4 separate regions of the Sus scrofa genome follow, and all the other regions are linked to region 1. Evidence: chromatin contacts called from public HiChIP or PLAC-seq data. All regions are on one chromosome and are shown on one strand. Each heading gives the region's core, a stretch centred on a gene start, on an enhancer-like site or on the middle of the called end of the contact. The rest is flanking DNA. Distances are from core to core; before and after follow the strand shown. Region 1 holds the start of TATDN3 (putative deoxyribonuclease TATDN3). Region 2 holds the start of PPP2R5A (protein phosphatase 2 regulatory subunit B'alpha). Region 3 holds the start of NENF (neudesin). Region 4 overlaps LOC102164427 (a long non-coding RNA gene).

What was found. HiChIP or PLAC-seq counts read pairs in DNA pulled down with a chosen protein or histone mark.
Region 2: an H3K27ac HiChIP or PLAC-seq map of alveolar macrophages shows a contact between it and region 1. The contact joins the promoter of PPP2R5A here to the promoter of TATDN3 in region 1. A contact is called at or near these places in 1 of 5 promoter capture datasets (liver), 6 of 47 Hi-C or Micro-C datasets (embryonic fibroblasts, fibroblasts, heart right ventricle and 1 more) and 2 of 2 datasets of contacts at active chromatin or transcription factors (alveolar macrophages and skeletal muscle).
Region 3: a contact with region 1 is called in an H3K27ac HiChIP or PLAC-seq map of alveolar macrophages. The contact joins the promoter of NENF here to the promoter of TATDN3 in region 1. A contact is called at or near these places in 2 of 2 datasets of contacts at active chromatin or transcription factors (alveolar macrophages and skeletal muscle).
Region 4: an H3K27ac HiChIP or PLAC-seq map of alveolar macrophages shows a contact between it and region 1. The contact joins the enhancer-like site here to the promoter of TATDN3 in region 1. A contact is called at or near these places in 17 of 47 Hi-C or Micro-C datasets (alveolar macrophages, brain, embryonic fibroblasts and 11 more) and 2 of 2 datasets of contacts at active chromatin or transcription factors (alveolar macrophages and skeletal muscle).

What each region holds. Positions count from the first base shown.
Region 1 is chr9:130,620,409-130,624,252 of Sscrofa11.1, reverse strand. TATDN3 (putative deoxyribonuclease TATDN3) reads left to right here and starts at 1,869. Exons shown (of 13, transcript XR_002336028.1): 1 at 1,869-2,009. It overlaps NSL1 (kinetochore-associated protein NSL1 homolog), which reads right to left. Exons shown (of 8, transcript XM_021063971.1): 2 at 2,490-2,511; 3 at 1,664-2,127.
Region 2 is chr9:131,073,665-131,077,508 of Sscrofa11.1, reverse strand. PPP2R5A (protein phosphatase 2 regulatory subunit B'alpha) reads left to right here and starts at 1,706. Exons shown (of 13, transcript NM_001100192.1): 1 at 1,706-2,107. The coding sequence starts at 1,924. It overlaps LOC106505045 (a long non-coding RNA gene), which reads right to left and starts at 2,429. Exons shown (of 2, transcript XR_002336046.1): 1 at 2,352-2,429.
Region 3 is chr9:130,957,029-130,960,872 of Sscrofa11.1, reverse strand. It overlaps NENF (neudesin), which reads left to right and starts at 1,710. Exons shown (of 4, transcript XM_021063856.1): 1 at 1,710-1,919. The coding sequence starts at 1,752.
Region 4 is chr9:130,917,954-130,921,797 of Sscrofa11.1, reverse strand. It overlaps LOC102164427 (a long non-coding RNA gene), which reads right to left. Exons shown (of 3, transcript XR_002336041.1): 3 at 2,246-3,844. Among named protein-coding and RNA genes, the nearest start is that of NENF, 39 kb to the left of the region's middle. Within about 2 kb of position 1,702, at least 5 of the 83 cell types and tissues checked have an H3K27ac peak or open chromatin away from gene starts, as enhancers often do. A contact at or near this core is called in alveolar macrophages, liver, omental adipose tissue and 1 more, where this site is marked.

The DNA of each region.
Region 1 (3,844 bases), core at 620-3,119:
AACAATACAACATCACACCATTAATGTAAAAAACTAACGAACAAAAAATTTAAAAAAAAAGAGAGAGAGAGACAGATGTAAAGCCAAAAAACACAAGGACTATGCCCTCCAAAACAGTAAGTTACTTCCAGGATGCAAGAGGGATAGGGGATAGAAATTCAAAGACTTTTGCTTTATGCTATTTTTTCATAATGACAATATATTTTGTACATTAAATATAATTAAAAATAAGCTTAAATCAAATAACTGCTAATTATAAGTACATATTCTACACTTTTAAAACTTTAAAATAAAATCTTTACTTGATATATAGGCTTTGAAGAATTACCCAAGGATATAAATTATCTTTGTAATATTCATTGCACAATTGTATCAATATTATTTAAGAATGTGTTACTATACCATGTGGTTTTAGAGAAATATGTCTACATAATTAAAACCTCCACTTTCATCTGCTCTCGATTAAAATAAAACGCAAGTGAACTCCCTTGGCAGTTTGTCTCCACACTTTTTATCTTCTAATTCACTTTATCATCCATTAAAGGTATAAAAGGTTAAGCCAAGTTCCTCTTTTTCTGAAAGGTAATTAATCATATTTTCTAAGTACCTTAGCACTTCCTAGAAAGGGGTAAATTCTAAGATCATTACACAACAAAACAGTCTTCTCCCAAAAAACTACTAAAAACGTCCTCAGATAAGTCTCTTTTCTTCCCTTACTTGCAAAGAGGGAAAGATACAACAGCCACTGTATACAATACTGGGTTAGAGAATCATAATCCAGGGAGTGTTCCGTCCTTCTTCCACTGAACCTTAATTTTGTTTGCATTATGGTCATTTACACACAAAAAGGTACTACATTATAAGCATTTTAACTTTTTTTTCCTGCATAAAAGTAGACTGTGTGCTTCCTTTCAACAAGCAGCAATCCCCCAATTTGTTGTCTTTCCCCAAAACACTTTTTTCAGGGCTTTGCAGAATATTTGAGAAAGGAAGGAGAAATGTATTATAAGGGCCAGTGTGTGATCTTGGTGAAGTTTATAATCAAGACAGCTTCCTTATCTACTTTAGACTTACAGGGAAATTATTTTCACTCTCTTTTCAAGATGTTCTAAAACAAGCAAAAGGAAAGACCAAAAGCTGGTGATTGACTGACTTTCAGAATTACCCTTCCCTGGAGAATTTCTCAGTCTCTGTCTGCACTCCAATAGCGAAGCAACTAAACACTGCCTGTCTGTTGAGGCCTTAAAATATGGCTAGTCAGGAAGGAGATGAGCTGTTAAGATCCCAGATTTGAAAAGCTTCGTATGAACAAAAGAATGTAAAATATCTTGTTCATTTTTTAACTATTACAAGTTAAAAGTCTATCTTGGATATATTAGGTTAAATAAATATTATTAAAATTAATTTCACCTATTTTTTTCTTTCTTTTAATTTCAAATTACATACGTGGCTCGCCTTGTATTTTTCTGCGGGACAGCACTAGCCCAAGTAACTAACAAGTAACTAACAATACTCAGCGGCCTCTCAGCATCTGTTTCGCTCCCCCGCGTTTCTCCTGGTGCTTCTATCCAAAGGTGGGGCACCGTTAACTCGGCCTGACCGTTTCTGCCTGGGGTGTGGAAAAACGGAGTGATAAGACAAGAGACGGCTAAGAGGCCCGTACCCACTGCGCATCTCGCAGCACGGGCTCGCGAATCTCCTCTGGCAGCGCGTCCCCGAGTTTTTGCACGAAGCTGCCGCACAGTTCTAGCATTTCCATCACCGCCCGCTTCGAGGTGCAGCGCACCCGGAAGTCTTTTCGGGAAGCGGCAGGGACCAACGTCCTCTCGTCGGTCCTGGCCACTCTCTCCACGTCCCGCAGAGGAGAAGGAGCCCTCTCCATGTTTCCAGCTTGAACTATGGGCGGGAACTCTGAGGGCGGAAGTGCGGGTTTCCAGGGAGGAAGGAGCACGCGTCCGGCCGGAAACTCGTTCCGCCCGGGCAGCAGCGTTCCGGCTGAGGCCCCGCGGGCGAGTCGAGGGAGTCCTTGGCTGCGGTGATGGGGTCGGTGGGCGTAGGGCTGGTGGACTGTCACTGTCACCTCTCCGCCCCGGATTTTGACCACGTATGTGAGGGCGAGGTTTGGCCCTTGGGAGCGGGGAGGACCCCGTTCTTTCTCTTCGGGTTATCCCCCAGTCTTTCCAGGCCCCTATCTATGGTCCCATGCGATTTGCTCCTTAACTCTGTATTTAATCTCAGTCACACCGATTTTTCTTTCTTACCCTAAAAAGCCATAATCTCTTCTTGGCACCGATTTGCTGTTTCGGGCCACTGGAGTCCTTCCTACCTACCCAGCCTTTGCCCAGCTGTTTAACCTCTCAGCTCCTGGCCGAGAACCCAGTTTCCACAGGACGCATGCTCGCTGCGATACCCTATGTGCTCCAGTTCTAGTGGCAAAAGGAGCAAACAAAAACCAACACACACACATACGTAATTTCAAAGTGTTTTACCCGCCACTTTGGAAACAAGAGGCTGAGAAACGAGAAAAAGATCAGAGTCGCTTTTAGGGGGAAAGCTTCTCAAGAGGGGACAGTGACGTTGGGGCTGGAAAGACTAAGCGGTGTGTGCATGGTGGTGAGGAAAGCAGGCAGGTTGCAGGTTTCTAGACTGGACAGAATTTGGCGCAGTCAAGCTACTGAAAGACTGGGTGGGGCCTGATGAGCTAGACAGAGAGAAGCGAGCATAAAACAAGACTGAAGAGGTTTGCAGGGGATAGGTGAGGTAGGAGTTCGAATTTCATTAGAAGCGCAATAGGGATCCAGTAAAGGGAGTCGTTTATTGGTTTGTTTTTTAAAGAGAGTAACGAGACCTGATACCGTTTGAAAAACCACTTTGCTGAAAGGTCTCGTGTGTCGCAGCTGGAGGCACAATCCGCGACGGCAGCCTGGGTTCCATCCCTGGCCGGGGAACTTCCATATGCTGGGGGTGCGGCCAAAAAACAAAAACAAAACAAACAAAAAAACTGCTTTTCTGATGTGTGGCAAATAGATAAAGGAGAGCAAGAGTGGAAGGTGGAAGACCAGTTTGGAGGCTTTTGCAGTATTTAGACAAAAGATGATGGTGGTTCCAGGGGAAGTTGAGAAAAGCAGATGAGATGGATTCAAGGTATACTTTAAAGGTAGAATCTTTCCTACGTGCTGAGAGGAATTGGATGTGGAGAGGGAGGGGAAAGGAGAACTTGAGGATACTGAAGAGAGATGGTGGGGCTGTTTACTGAGATGGGGAAAACTGAGGTTTGAAGAAAGAATAGTTTTTTGGGGGGAGGGAAAATAGTTAGATTTAGTACTTGCTGAAGCCTAATATCCATCCCAATGAAGATGTCATAGAGTCATTTTAAACTGAATCTTGGGTTCAGGAGAAAATGATAGACTGGAGATAAAAACTGGGGACTCATTAGCATAATGAGCATTGTAATGAGAGCACTTCTGGTGAGTACAGAGAGAGAAGCATAGAGTCCTGAATTTAGAGGAGAGAGAGCCAGTCAAGGAGACTGAAGAGTAGCAGCCAGCTGGAGAGGAGTAATTCTAGAAGCCAAGAGTGGAAAATATTTCAAGAAGGAAGGAAAGGACAAGAAGGAAGGAAAGGACAAGTGAGGAGTTTCTAATGCTGCTGAGGGATAGGGTAGGAAGACAGAGAAAAGTCGTTTTATTTGACAATAACAGTTTCTCTTTTGGTGGAATGGGAACAGAAGTCAGATTTTACTGAGAGAGTAAATGGAATATGGGTCAGCGTAGGCTCTTCATATTCCATCACCCTCTTCCTTGCCATCATTGTCAATCTTTATGGTGCCTCAGCTCCACTGATA
Region 2 (3,844 bases), core at 457-2,956, 450 kb before region 1:
TCATGGGAGAGAATGGAGATTGGGGTCCACCAGGGCCAAAGTGCCAAGCTAAAGGAAGACAGATTGTTCAGCTCACTTATTTTTATTAAGCACCATTATAAAGAAAGCACTGCACAACAAACAGATGACCAGCAGTCCCTGCTTTTAAGAAGTTTAAAATCTGGATGGGATCTACAAGGAAGAGATCCTAGCAAAAATAAATGGCAAGCCCCCAAATCCACAAACCACCGGTCAGCGAATCTGCACCCCTCCTGTTGAAGCAGTTTCAGCCTCCGGCTGAAGGATGAAAATTAGAAGGATACTAATTTGGGAATGAGACTCCTCTTCTTGGAGGGTGTGGTCTTGGGAAACGCTTTGAAGTGGTAGACGCTAGACTGCCCCAAACTCGCGCTAGAACAGCTCTCAGGAACCGCAGTGCCCAAACCACCCTAGAGCTACATGTTTATCCTGTAACTACCAAGTGCACGGCTCAGGGCGGGTGAGGCTCCAAGGCCCGCCCAAGAGTTCAGCAACTCTCTTCAATTGGGCGAGCCATTTCCTTGCCTTCCGCGGGGCCGCTTCAACCATCAATCACTCTGCTAGTTCCACTACCAGGCCTTTGCTCCGCCCTCTTTCGGTGACGTAACACCTGGAGCTCTTTCGCGGCCCAGCCCTCAGGCGCCCCACCAGTCGCTTCAGTTCCTCATTGGTCAATAGAGAGCGGAGGGACGGGAAGGGGCGTACTATTTTCTCTCTAAACTCCCACCTCTAGTTTTCCAGTCTTCTCATAGGCTGCCAGGAGAGCAATTAGAGCCCGGCCCTGTCGCGCAGGCGTGCAAAGGTGCTCACCAGTGGAGGGGCACCTCCCCTCAATCCTTAGAGAATTAGTTACACAGTTGTGACGTAAGTGGGCCCCCCTCCCCCGCTCACCGCCTTCACTTACTATTGGCTGTGGCCGAAGTCCGTCACACAACCACGCCCCATTCCCCTGCCTTACCTCCCAGCTTGATAGACCTGCAGGAGGCCACGCCTCACCCTATTGCGGCCGCTTAGCCCCGCGATTGGCTGAAAGACATGGTATGCTTTCCCACCCCCTACTCCTTCCCGAGCAACCGAGAGGCTGGCGGGACCCCGCGGAAGTTGTCAGTCAATTTCCTCCGTCCCAACCCCGCGAGGCCCCACCCCCGGGCCGCGCGCCCTGGCGCGCGCGCACACGCACACACACTCCCCCCTTGCTTCTCCCCAGCACCTTCTCAAGTTGTAGCGGTCGCTCGCTGGGGGTTCTCTGTGGGCGGCGGAAGGGCGCGTGGGGGAGGGGGCTCGGACCGCCCGGGACTTGGAGGAGAGAGTGTGTGTGTGCCCCCGGGGCCGGGGCAGCGGGTCGCCGCCCTGGGAGATGAGGGCTCGGCGCTGACAGGGAAGAGCGGGCACCGCGGCGGTGGCGGCGGCGGCTCGGAGGGGACCCGCGATGGCAGCGCCTCGGGAGGAGGCTCCAGGCAGGGCGGGCTGCGCTGGCAGCGGCCGCTGAGGTGCTGGCGGACCGGCCGGCTGGGGACCCGGGCTGCAGGGACGAGAGGCGCGTTCGGCGTCCGCACCCCGCGTCCTCGCCTCAGTTGTCTAAACTTCGGGCTCCAGTCCACCCGCCCTCCGCTCCCGGAGTCAACAACTTCTTCACCCCCCTCCACCCCCGCCCCCGCCCTCCGTCAGCCCCGGGAGCTCGCCGCGCGGCGGGGACCAGGACTCGCCGGCCCTGAGATGTGGCCGTGAGGCGTCGGCGGGCGGCGAGGAGAAGCTCGGCGGCGCCCGGGAGCGGGAGGGCGGTGCGGCCGGAGGAACGGGGCGGAGGGGCGCGAGCGCTCGGCGCCTCTCCCCCGCCTCCTCCTCCTGCCGCTGCCCGTTCCGTGCAAGCAGCAGCCGGAGCTGCCAAGCGCCAGGGCCGCGGAGATGTCGTCGTCGTCGCCGCCGCCGGCGGCGGCTGCCAGCGCCGCCATCTCGGCCTCGGAGAAAGTGGACGGCTTCACCCGGAAATCGGTGCGCAAGGCGCAGAGGCAGAAGCGCTCTCAGGGCTCGTCGCAGTTCCGCAGCCAGGGCAGCCAGCCGGAGCTGCACCCCTTGCCCCAGCTCAAAGGTAACCTTCGAGGGCGCCGCCCGGGAGGGAGCGCGGGGGCCGCAGAGCCACTGCCTCCTGCGGGCTCCGTCTGCCCCGCTGGGGCTCGCGGTGTGCGAGTCGCGCCCCCCACGCAGCCTTGGCGTCCCCCCGCCTTTTGATTCAAACAGGTTTGCGAGCTGCTTTTCTCATCCCTCCTGGCTTCACCTAAGCCTCAGCTTCTTGGAGGAGGTCGACATCCCTCCTCACCTGCGCGCTCGCTCACCTGCCCTGGCGATTGGAACTCTCCTCCCTCGGGCGTCCCTCGGGGTCGAGTTCGTGTGTCCTCCTTCCCCATCTTGCTTGAACTACCTGTCTTATCTTCCGACCTTCACTTTCCCGAGACCTGCCTTCTCTTTCAGCCACTCTAAACTAGCCCTTTACTTTTCCAGTTTTAAAGCGACCGTACTCACCCTCTCCCTAACTTCCCTTCCTGTGGATCCTTCCCAAGAGTTACAGACCCGGAATCCTAATGCAAACACCAGTGAAGAGTTATCTGGCCTTTAGATTTATTTCTGCAGAAAAAGCCTAAAAATCTAACCAGGGTGGTGTCTTATTTACGGGGTCATTAGATTTAAATGTCACCCTTTAGCCCAAATAATGGGAAGCCTTAAAATACTGTCTGAGAAGATAGACACGGTAAATTTGGAGGAGTTCTGAAGAGTAGATAGTGTTGCCTTGCAATGGAGTGGGAACTTAGTTCGCCAAGCTGATTCCAGGGACTTGGTACGTTTGTACAGTCATTCAAATTGGTATCCGTGCCTAATGCCTTGCAGGAGAGCTTGGCACTCCTTTTGGCTCACTTACTTTTCCCACTAGGTTTAGAGGATTAAAAAAAAAAAAAAGAAATTGGTTTCTGGTGTTCTAATTCTTATTCTTTGTGGATTACTGCTTTTTACTTTTATGATTTTACCAACTTTGCTTTTTATGAGATAACATCATCATGGAACAAGATAATAGTCCTAAACATTAGGGTTTTTTCCCTGACAAAAAACCCCCAATCATCTGTTTTGCGGAGTTCCCATCGTGGCTCAGCGGAAACGAATCTGACTGGTATCCTTGAGGACGCCGGTTCAATCCCTGGCCGAGCTCAGTGGGTTAAGGATCTGGCGTTGTGGTGAGCAGTGGTGTAGGTCGCAGACGCTGCTCCGATCCCAGGTTGCTGAGGCTGTGGTGTAGGCTGGCAGCTACAGCTCCAATTAGACCCCTAGCCTGGAAACCTCCATATGCATTGGTGGGGCCCCTAAAAGACCCCTCCCCTCAATCATCTGTATTTTAAAGCCAAGAAATAAAAGATTCATACTGAAATAGAAAATGTTCAGCAAATTTTTCGATCAGTTTGAAAAAGCTCCAGCAAATCCTTCAAGGCCAGTCTGGTTCTGATTTGTCTTTAGGCCTATGAATCCAGCCTTAGTTTGACTAGGAGTCTAAAGAAAACCCCAGATCAAATCACAGTTGCCCTGCCATAGTTCTGGAACCCCATTCAGATCCTGTGCTGCCCTGCCTCTTGGGGTACTTCTAAATTAAGAACATCCCACAGCCGGAATCAAACAGGCTTTTGAAAGAAGGTTTTGCTTAAGATATGTGTAACCTGTGGTATAGCAGTTATAATTTGCTTTTAGCATTTAAAAATTGTTAAAGTTTATTTTACATATCGTAGTCAACGGTAGAGTACATGGTAGGCATTGCCAAGACTTTAATTCCTGAGGTGATAGCTCT
Region 3 (3,844 bases), core at 461-2,960, 340 kb before region 1:
CTTCTCTGTCTCTCAGAAGCCCCGTCTCATTCAGCAAATCCTGTCGGCCACACCTTCCAAACACATCATCATCCACCCACTTCTCACCACCTCCCTTGTTAGTGCCCTGGTGCAAACCACCAGCCTCTCTTGCCTGGATTACTGCAGTAGCTCCCGCTTCAGTCTCTTCTCAACACAACAGCCAGAGTCATTCTGTGAGTCAAAATAACATTTTAACCCACTCTTCACAAAAGCCAAAGTCATTCAAAAATAGGCTGTGAGGCCCCAGAAGATCTGCCTTCTCACCTCCACCCCCTTACCTACCCCTCTCCCCTCCTTGCTGTTCCTCCAGAAAGCAGGGCACTCCTTCCTCAGCATTTAAAAAGTTTTCCCTTCGCAGGGATGGTCCTCCCCCAGGCTACCTCCCTCACCTCCTGTAGATGTTTATACAAATACTGCCTTCTTCCTGGGGCCTTCCCAAGTCAGCCTATTTAAAATTGCAGACCCCTAGTATGGGAACCTCCATATGCCACGAGTGTGGCCCTAAAAAGACGAAAGACAACAACAACAAAAAGCAGCAGTTGAATATGACTAGGAACCATGAGGTTGTGGGTTCGATCCCTGGCCTTGCTCAGTGGGTTAAGGATCCGGCGTTGCTACGGCTGTGGCGTAGGCCAGAGGCTACAACTCCGATTAGACCCCTAGCCTGGGAACCTCCATACGCCTCCGGAGCGACCCTAGCAAAGGCAAAAAGACAAAAAAAAAAAAAAAAAAAAAAAAAAAAGGATTTATGGAGTTCCCATCGTGGCTCAGTGGTTAATGAATGTGACTAGTATCCGTGAGGATGCAGGTTCAATCCTTGGCCTCGCTCAGTGGGTTAAGGATCCCATGTTGCCAGGAGCTGTGGTGCAGGTCGCAGATGCAGCTCAGATCCTGCGGTCCTGTGGCTGTGGTGTAGGCCGGCAGCTACAGCTCCAATTCGACCCCTAGCCTGGGAACCTCCACATGCCACAGGTGCGGCCCTAAAAAGCATAAATAAATGATATAAAAAATAAAATTGCAACTCCCAATGCTCCTTATTTCCTTTGTCCGTTTATTTTTTTTTTTCTCCCTAGCATGCATCACCACCTAACACACTACTGATGTATCTTACTTGTCTATTTCGCCCATAGAATGTAAACTCCATTGGGCCTGGATCTCTCTTATTCAGCGATGTGTCTCCAGTGACCCGGTACACGGAAGCGCTCGAAAAGTATTTGCTGAATAAATCAATGAAGAAATCCTTGCACAAACATTAGCAATGATTACTTCCGCGCATATCTTACACGTGCCCTCCACTTTGCAAAATCCTTTGGGACACGAAATTTAAATACAACTGGGAAGGGGGAAAAAAATCAGCCAAAAGTAAAAGTGAATTAATGAAGTGGGGGTTCTAGGTTATAAATATACCTTCCCAGGTGCTGGAATGTCGGGCTGCGCCCGCCCTGGACCTAACCAAGAAACTGCGGGAACACACGCCACTCTCTGGCGCAACTTCAGTCCGAAGTTTGGAGTCGAGGGGCCGGATTTATCCTAACTCGGTCCGCGGCTTCGGTGGCCCGGCGGCACGCCTGCCCCGGCAGCACGCGGAGGGCGCCGAGTCGGGACCGGCTCCCGGCCCCCGGGCCTGCGGGCGCTGGGCGGGCGCGCGGGGCGGGGTTCGGGGCCCGCGGGGCGGGCGCGCACGGGCTCCACCGCCCAGGCCGCTCCAGCCCCGGCTCGGCGCGCGCACCATGGCGGGCCCGGCGTCCCGACGACGGCTGGCCGCGCTCGCCCTGGTCCTGGCGCTGGCCGCGGGGCTCCGCGCAGCCGGGCCCGGGCAGACGCCGCGCCCCGCCGAGCGGGGGCCCCCGGTGCGGCTCTTCACGGAGGAGGAGCTGGCCCGCTACGGCGGGGACGAGGTGAGCCGGGGAGCGCGGGCCCGGCGCAGGCCTGGGCGGAGTCGCGGCGGCGGCAGGCGCCCCCTTCCGGAGCCCCGGCCCGGCGCTGGGCGCGGGGCCTGCCGGGCCCCTCTCCCCAGGCCCAGATCGCCACCCGGGGCCAAGGGGGCGTCCCGAGCAGCCGCGGCGCCCTGCCGCCCCCTCCCGCAAACCACACCCCGCGCCCGGCGCGTCCCTCTCTGCAGGTTCCTTGAGACGCATCTTGGCTGGCGGTCTGTCCACGAACCTCAAAACTTCCCTGTTTTGAGTGTAAGCGTCAGATGGGGGCGGACACCTCTGCCGGCTCCCTGCGGGAGTGGCGGGGGAGCGAGCGAGGGACCGCAAGGCCTGCGTTGGGGGGAACGGGGGCAGCCAGGGGTGATGCAGGCTTTCCCTGCACCGTCTTCCTGCCCCGGATCCTGGGCTTCCAACGCAGTCGACTCCTCAGACTAGTTCATACTGGCTTTTAACGCTGTGCTCTCGGGGCTGAGCGAGAGCTGGGGTGAGGGCAGAGGGGGATTCGAAGCTTGGAGACAAAAACCGCCCTGCCCCCAGGCACATCCACCCCTGTCCGCGGTACCCAGTGCCCGGGATACTCCTCCAGTCAGCTGACCCTTCGGGTCTTTGGGGCCTAGAGTGGTGGCGGTGGAGTGTGAGAACAAGATGCTTGCCATGGGGGCTGGGGGGCTGATATTAGATCAGAGATGGGGTACAGCTTGGTGGGGGAATCAGGGAACTTGATTTTAGAGTTGATAAAAAATCAACTTCCTGTTTTATACTGTGGAAACTGAGGCGGGCCACCGGTTCATGGAAGAACAAGGAAGGAGCCTAATATTGTCTAGTTAAAAACCTCTGGTGTGGGCTCCCTAACCTCCAAGTTCAGCAGCCTTAGATGGACTAGATTCGCAAGGGGGCCTTAGAAACCTGGCCCTTGGGCAGTGGTGCTAGTTTGGGCATCCTGACTGTAAAGAGGTTGGTTAGAAACCTGAGTCATTGAGCTCACAGGAGGGAGGGAGGGATGTGATTAGATGTTAGGGGACCCCACCTTTTGGAGCAGGAGAGAATCAGATGGTAGAGGGGCAGGAAATCTGTGCAGAAAAGAGGTAGCATAGCAGGCCTCCCCTCTTGAGAAGGCCCTCTTGCAAGAGTAGCTCTTGGCTGGTGTCTGGGTTTCCAGGACGTTCGGCACTGCCCTCACAGATGAAGGGGGCTCAGTCTGGCTCTTCGTACAAACTGGGTTTGTGTTGAACACTGCGGGGCACAGAGGGCCTGCACGACCAGCCGCCAGTAAAAACCTTGGGCTCCGAGTCTCTCATGGGCTTTCCTGGGCAGAAACATCACACACCTGTTGCTGCATCTTGTTGCCGGGGAAGGAATGTGCTCTGAGTGCGACCCCTCATGGGAGGAAGAGGGCTGGCAGGTGGATTCCTCTAGACTCCGCCTGCGTCTGTTCCCTTTAGGGCCCAGCTGTGTATCTTTATTCCATCACTGTCATAAATCCTGGCTCTGAGGACGACCATATGCCGAGTTTTATGAGTCCTCCTCATGAATCTCTAATGTGGAGGTGATCTTGCCACCCCCCACCCCCCAGCACAGACCTCAAGAAAATAGAGCATTCTAAGTGGAGGTTACTGTGCCCAGGCTGCAGGATGAGGACTGAGAAAAGTCCCTTGCTTGCTATTTATTTATTTATTGCTTTTTAGGGCCACACTTGTGGCATATGAAGTTCCCAGGCTAGGGGTCCAGTCACAGCTACAGCTGCCGCCTCCACCACAGCCACAGCCACAGCAATGAGGAATCCCAGCCCCACCTGCGACCTACACCACAGCTCACCGCATTGTCAGATCCCCGACCCACTGAGCAAGGCCAGGGATCAAACCTCATCCTCATGGACACTAGTTGGATTC
Region 4 (3,844 bases), core at 453-2,952, 300 kb before region 1:
CACAGTTCTGGAAGCCAGCAGCCCCAAATCCAGGTGTCAGCAGGGCCAGACTCTCCACTGAGGTTCTAGGCGAGGATGCATTCTTTGCCTCCTCGAGCTTCTGTCTGTGGTCGGTGTTCCTCGGCCTGTGGCTGCCTTACTCCGGTCTCTGCCTCTGGATCCTCTGTTCCCTTTGTTTCAAATCCCCCTCTGCCTGCTCTACATAAGGACACTTGTCATGGTACCTACTGGATAATCAGGGTGCTCTCTTCTTTTTAAGATTCTTAATTATACCTACAAAGATGCTTCTCTGAAGTAACGTAACATTCACAGGTCCCAGGGGTTGGGATGTGGGTCCATTTTGGGGGAGGCCACCATTCAACCCTACAGTTCAGGGCCACCCCCCAGAATCAGTGTGGAGCAAAGTGGGGCTCCCCAAACCTGGCTGATCCCCAAAGTCACAAGTGTGTGAGTGACACTTGGAAGAATGCCTCCGCTCAGGCTCCCATGGAGACTGAGATTCGGGAGGTGTGGAACAAGGCCTGGGTATCAGCCCGAGGGAAGAGGTTATGCTGCAATAACAAACAGCCCCTGCCTCTCAGGGGCTTGGCGCCACAGATGTTTCTTCCTAGTTGACTCCAGTGGTCACCTAGACTTGGCTTTGGACTCTCCCCTGAGTTGTCCTTATTCCAGGACCCAGATGGAGTGGCCACCATCTGGAGAGCTGCTGGCTTCTGTGACAGTGGGAGGAAACGTGGTGAAAGATGAACTGGATTTTAAGGCCATTTCCACCCAGAAGTGACACTCACCCCTTCTGCCCACATTTCTCTGGCCATTGCACACACCGTGGTGGGACCATGATCCTGTGTGGCTTTTATCTGGAAGAAGTGGTGCCTGTGTCCCTATTTTTCTTTTTTCCTGTATTTTTTTTAGGGCCACACCTGTGGCATATGGAGGTTCCCAGGCTAGGGGTCGATTGGAGCTACAGCTGCCAGCCTGCACCACAGCCACAGCAACGCCAGATCCTTAACCCACTGAGCGAGGCCAGGGATCGAACCCGCAACCTCATGGTTACTAGTCGGGTTCGTTAACCACTGAGCCACGATGGGAACTCCTGTGTCCCTATTTTCCCAAAAGCACTGCTGGTTTGGGAAGCATGGAACCTGAGAGCTGCAGAGGGACATCCAGTGACATCCTTTAGCACCAGCTCTAACTGCCCTCCTCTCCCCCAAGGGTCAAAGCCCCAAGAGTCAAAGCCCCAAGGCGGAGCATCCCCTGGGCCGAGCCTGGGTGACAGTGGGCCTAGGGCGTTGTTTGACCATCCCCCCAGGACCACATGCTGGACCAGCCCCCTGGGAAGGGCCCACCCCGGTGCTCCCTCTCCAGAGCCAGCTTCTCCTAGAGGGCATTCAGGAGTTCACGTGATGCTCCAAGGGGCCCCTTCACTGCTTATTCTGGGGGCGCTCAAGAGAGAGCGGGGCGGCATTCCCCTATGATCTCCGCTTGGTCCCACAGAGGCCACCAGGATCCACCCTGCAGAACCAGGACGACTGGTTTGGATGTGGTGGCCCTGTGTTCACCCCAGAAGGAGTGGGCTGGGAGCAAGAAGAGGGAAGCAGAACCGCCATGGTTCCGTCATGTGCCTTCATGGAACAGTCTCTCAGGGAAAGTCTCTCAGGAAAAGATTCTGGTGAAAACAAGGTGTGAAGAAATCTATGTTTGACTTGAAATGGTTGCGCAAGCTGGCAAAGCTTTGTCATAAGGGTTGGCTGCCTATCGAGTTATTTTGACACTTAACACACTGACGCTTTGGGAACCTGAGCCCATTTTTAGCAGCCGCCTTTCCTCACAGCCTGGGGCCCACACAGACACCTGGGCTCCAGGCAGAGGTGCTCAGAAGGAGGCCTCGCGCCTGCTCAGAGGGAGAGCAGCTCCAGAGATGGGACAAGGACAGCGGCGTGGACGCGTCACAAAGTGTCCTAAAACAGTGGTTCACAAACCAGACTGTAGAGCCCCAGGGTGTCCTTGGGGTCCCACGTGTGCAGGGTCCCACGTGTTACCATCAGGACACCCAGTTAAATTTAAACATCAAACAGCCAGTGAGTTTTTTTTAGGGTAAGTATGGCCCATGCAGTATTTGGGATATACTTATCCTTTTGAAAGTATTTATTGTTCCGAAATTCCATCTTCACTGTATATCTGGCATTTTTATTTGCTAAACCTGGCAAACTTGGGTGTCCTCCTGCTTTGCTTTTATTTAGTTTGGGGCTTATGTTCGATTTTTTTTTTTTTTTTTGGAGTCAGGGTTTTCACTCCCCAAACATCAAAGTTTGGAAAGCCATGGCTAGCTCCTCATTGTTTTTTTCCACGTTGAAAAATTTAGCTGTAACGAATGTTAAATGCATTCCTCCAGCCCTAGACAGATGTCATGGTGCGTGCTGACAGCCCAGGCACGGGCACGGAAATCTGGGCCAGCACGAGATGAACAAGACAGAGCTGCTGCCTCTCAAGTTGTCGAGAGATGGTCGCCCCTGCCCAAGTGTGGCGGGAAGTGCAAGGCGCTGAGAAGGGAGTGAGGCCCACGTGGATCAAGGCAGAGCCAGGAAGCATTAAGAGAAGCCAGGCAGGGCTGCCAAGCAGGCACGGCCTCTGGCGCTGGTTCCCACCTGCCATGTTCCAAGCCGGCGGGCACACCGCTGGGAAGACCTGATTCTCTCGGGCTTCGCTTTTCTTTCCCTCTGACTTACGGTTTATTGATGCCCTGGGTAAGACTGATGAAGCAGTCAGGGAGCCGCTTCCTGTTCAGTTGACTTAAGAGGGATGACATGGGCGAGCCATTTCCTTGGGGCGTTTTGGGGATCTAACACCCAGATCTGGGCCAAGGTTCCACGGGTACGGGCAGGAACCACCTTTCCCTGTGTCCGTGAGACTCTGGCCCGGCCCTGACCAGTACCAGGAATGTGGCAGAGAGACACGAGGGAACTCTGCAGGAGGAGCGTTCAAAGGGCAACATGCCGTCCACCCTGTTACCAGGTAAACACCTCCGCCTCCGGGTGGATGCGAGAGCCCGAGGCCCCAGGTCTGCGGAGGCAGAGTTGTTTCCACTGCCTGAGGAGGCAGCGGGGGCAAAAAGAGGGGGCTCTGTTATCAGGAGCATGTTTGTTTGTTTGTTTGAGTCATCAGAGGAAGTGATTTCCCTTCTAGAAGCGTCTGCTGGGAATGGAGCCCCTGAAGGTGGGTGCTGAGAGGGCTCGTGGCCGATGCTCTGGGGCTCAGGAGGCTCGGCCTTGGAGCCTGGTCTCACGTGGCCAGGACAGCGTGGAGTCGCCAGCATGTGACCCGCCGCAATGGGCTCGGCAGTGGTGGGGGCCGTGGCAAAGAGGCTCAGAGACGCTTTTGTGTGAGTCCAGAACAACCACACGTAGCCCAGGATTAGTGAGCCGACCGCAAGTGTGTGGAAAGCGAGGAGGCCGTCTCCCGCTCCCACGGGGAGCTGGAAATAGAACTCTGCCCTTTGTCCTTGAGGAGCTGAGGCAACTGCCCCGTGTGGGAGTCCCGGCCACAGCCCCTTGGTTCCTCTCGCCCCCCCATTCCCCTCCTGCCCTTCTTCCTCTGTGGCCTCAGCCCCCGCCTGGGAACACTGTGGGCTGCGCTCAGCCCCACTGCTGGTCACCTCTGGGCTGGCGGGAAGGTCACATCCGGAGAATGGGTGCGCTCCTGGTTGCCAGGGAAAGCCGGACAACGCCTTCCTATGGGTACTAGCTGCCACCCGAAGCCCTGACCTGGGGCCATTCCGAAACGTTCTGCCTCTTTCTGGCAGTCATGTCAGTGTCAGGCACACCCTTCCAGGGTTTTAAGACTTCAT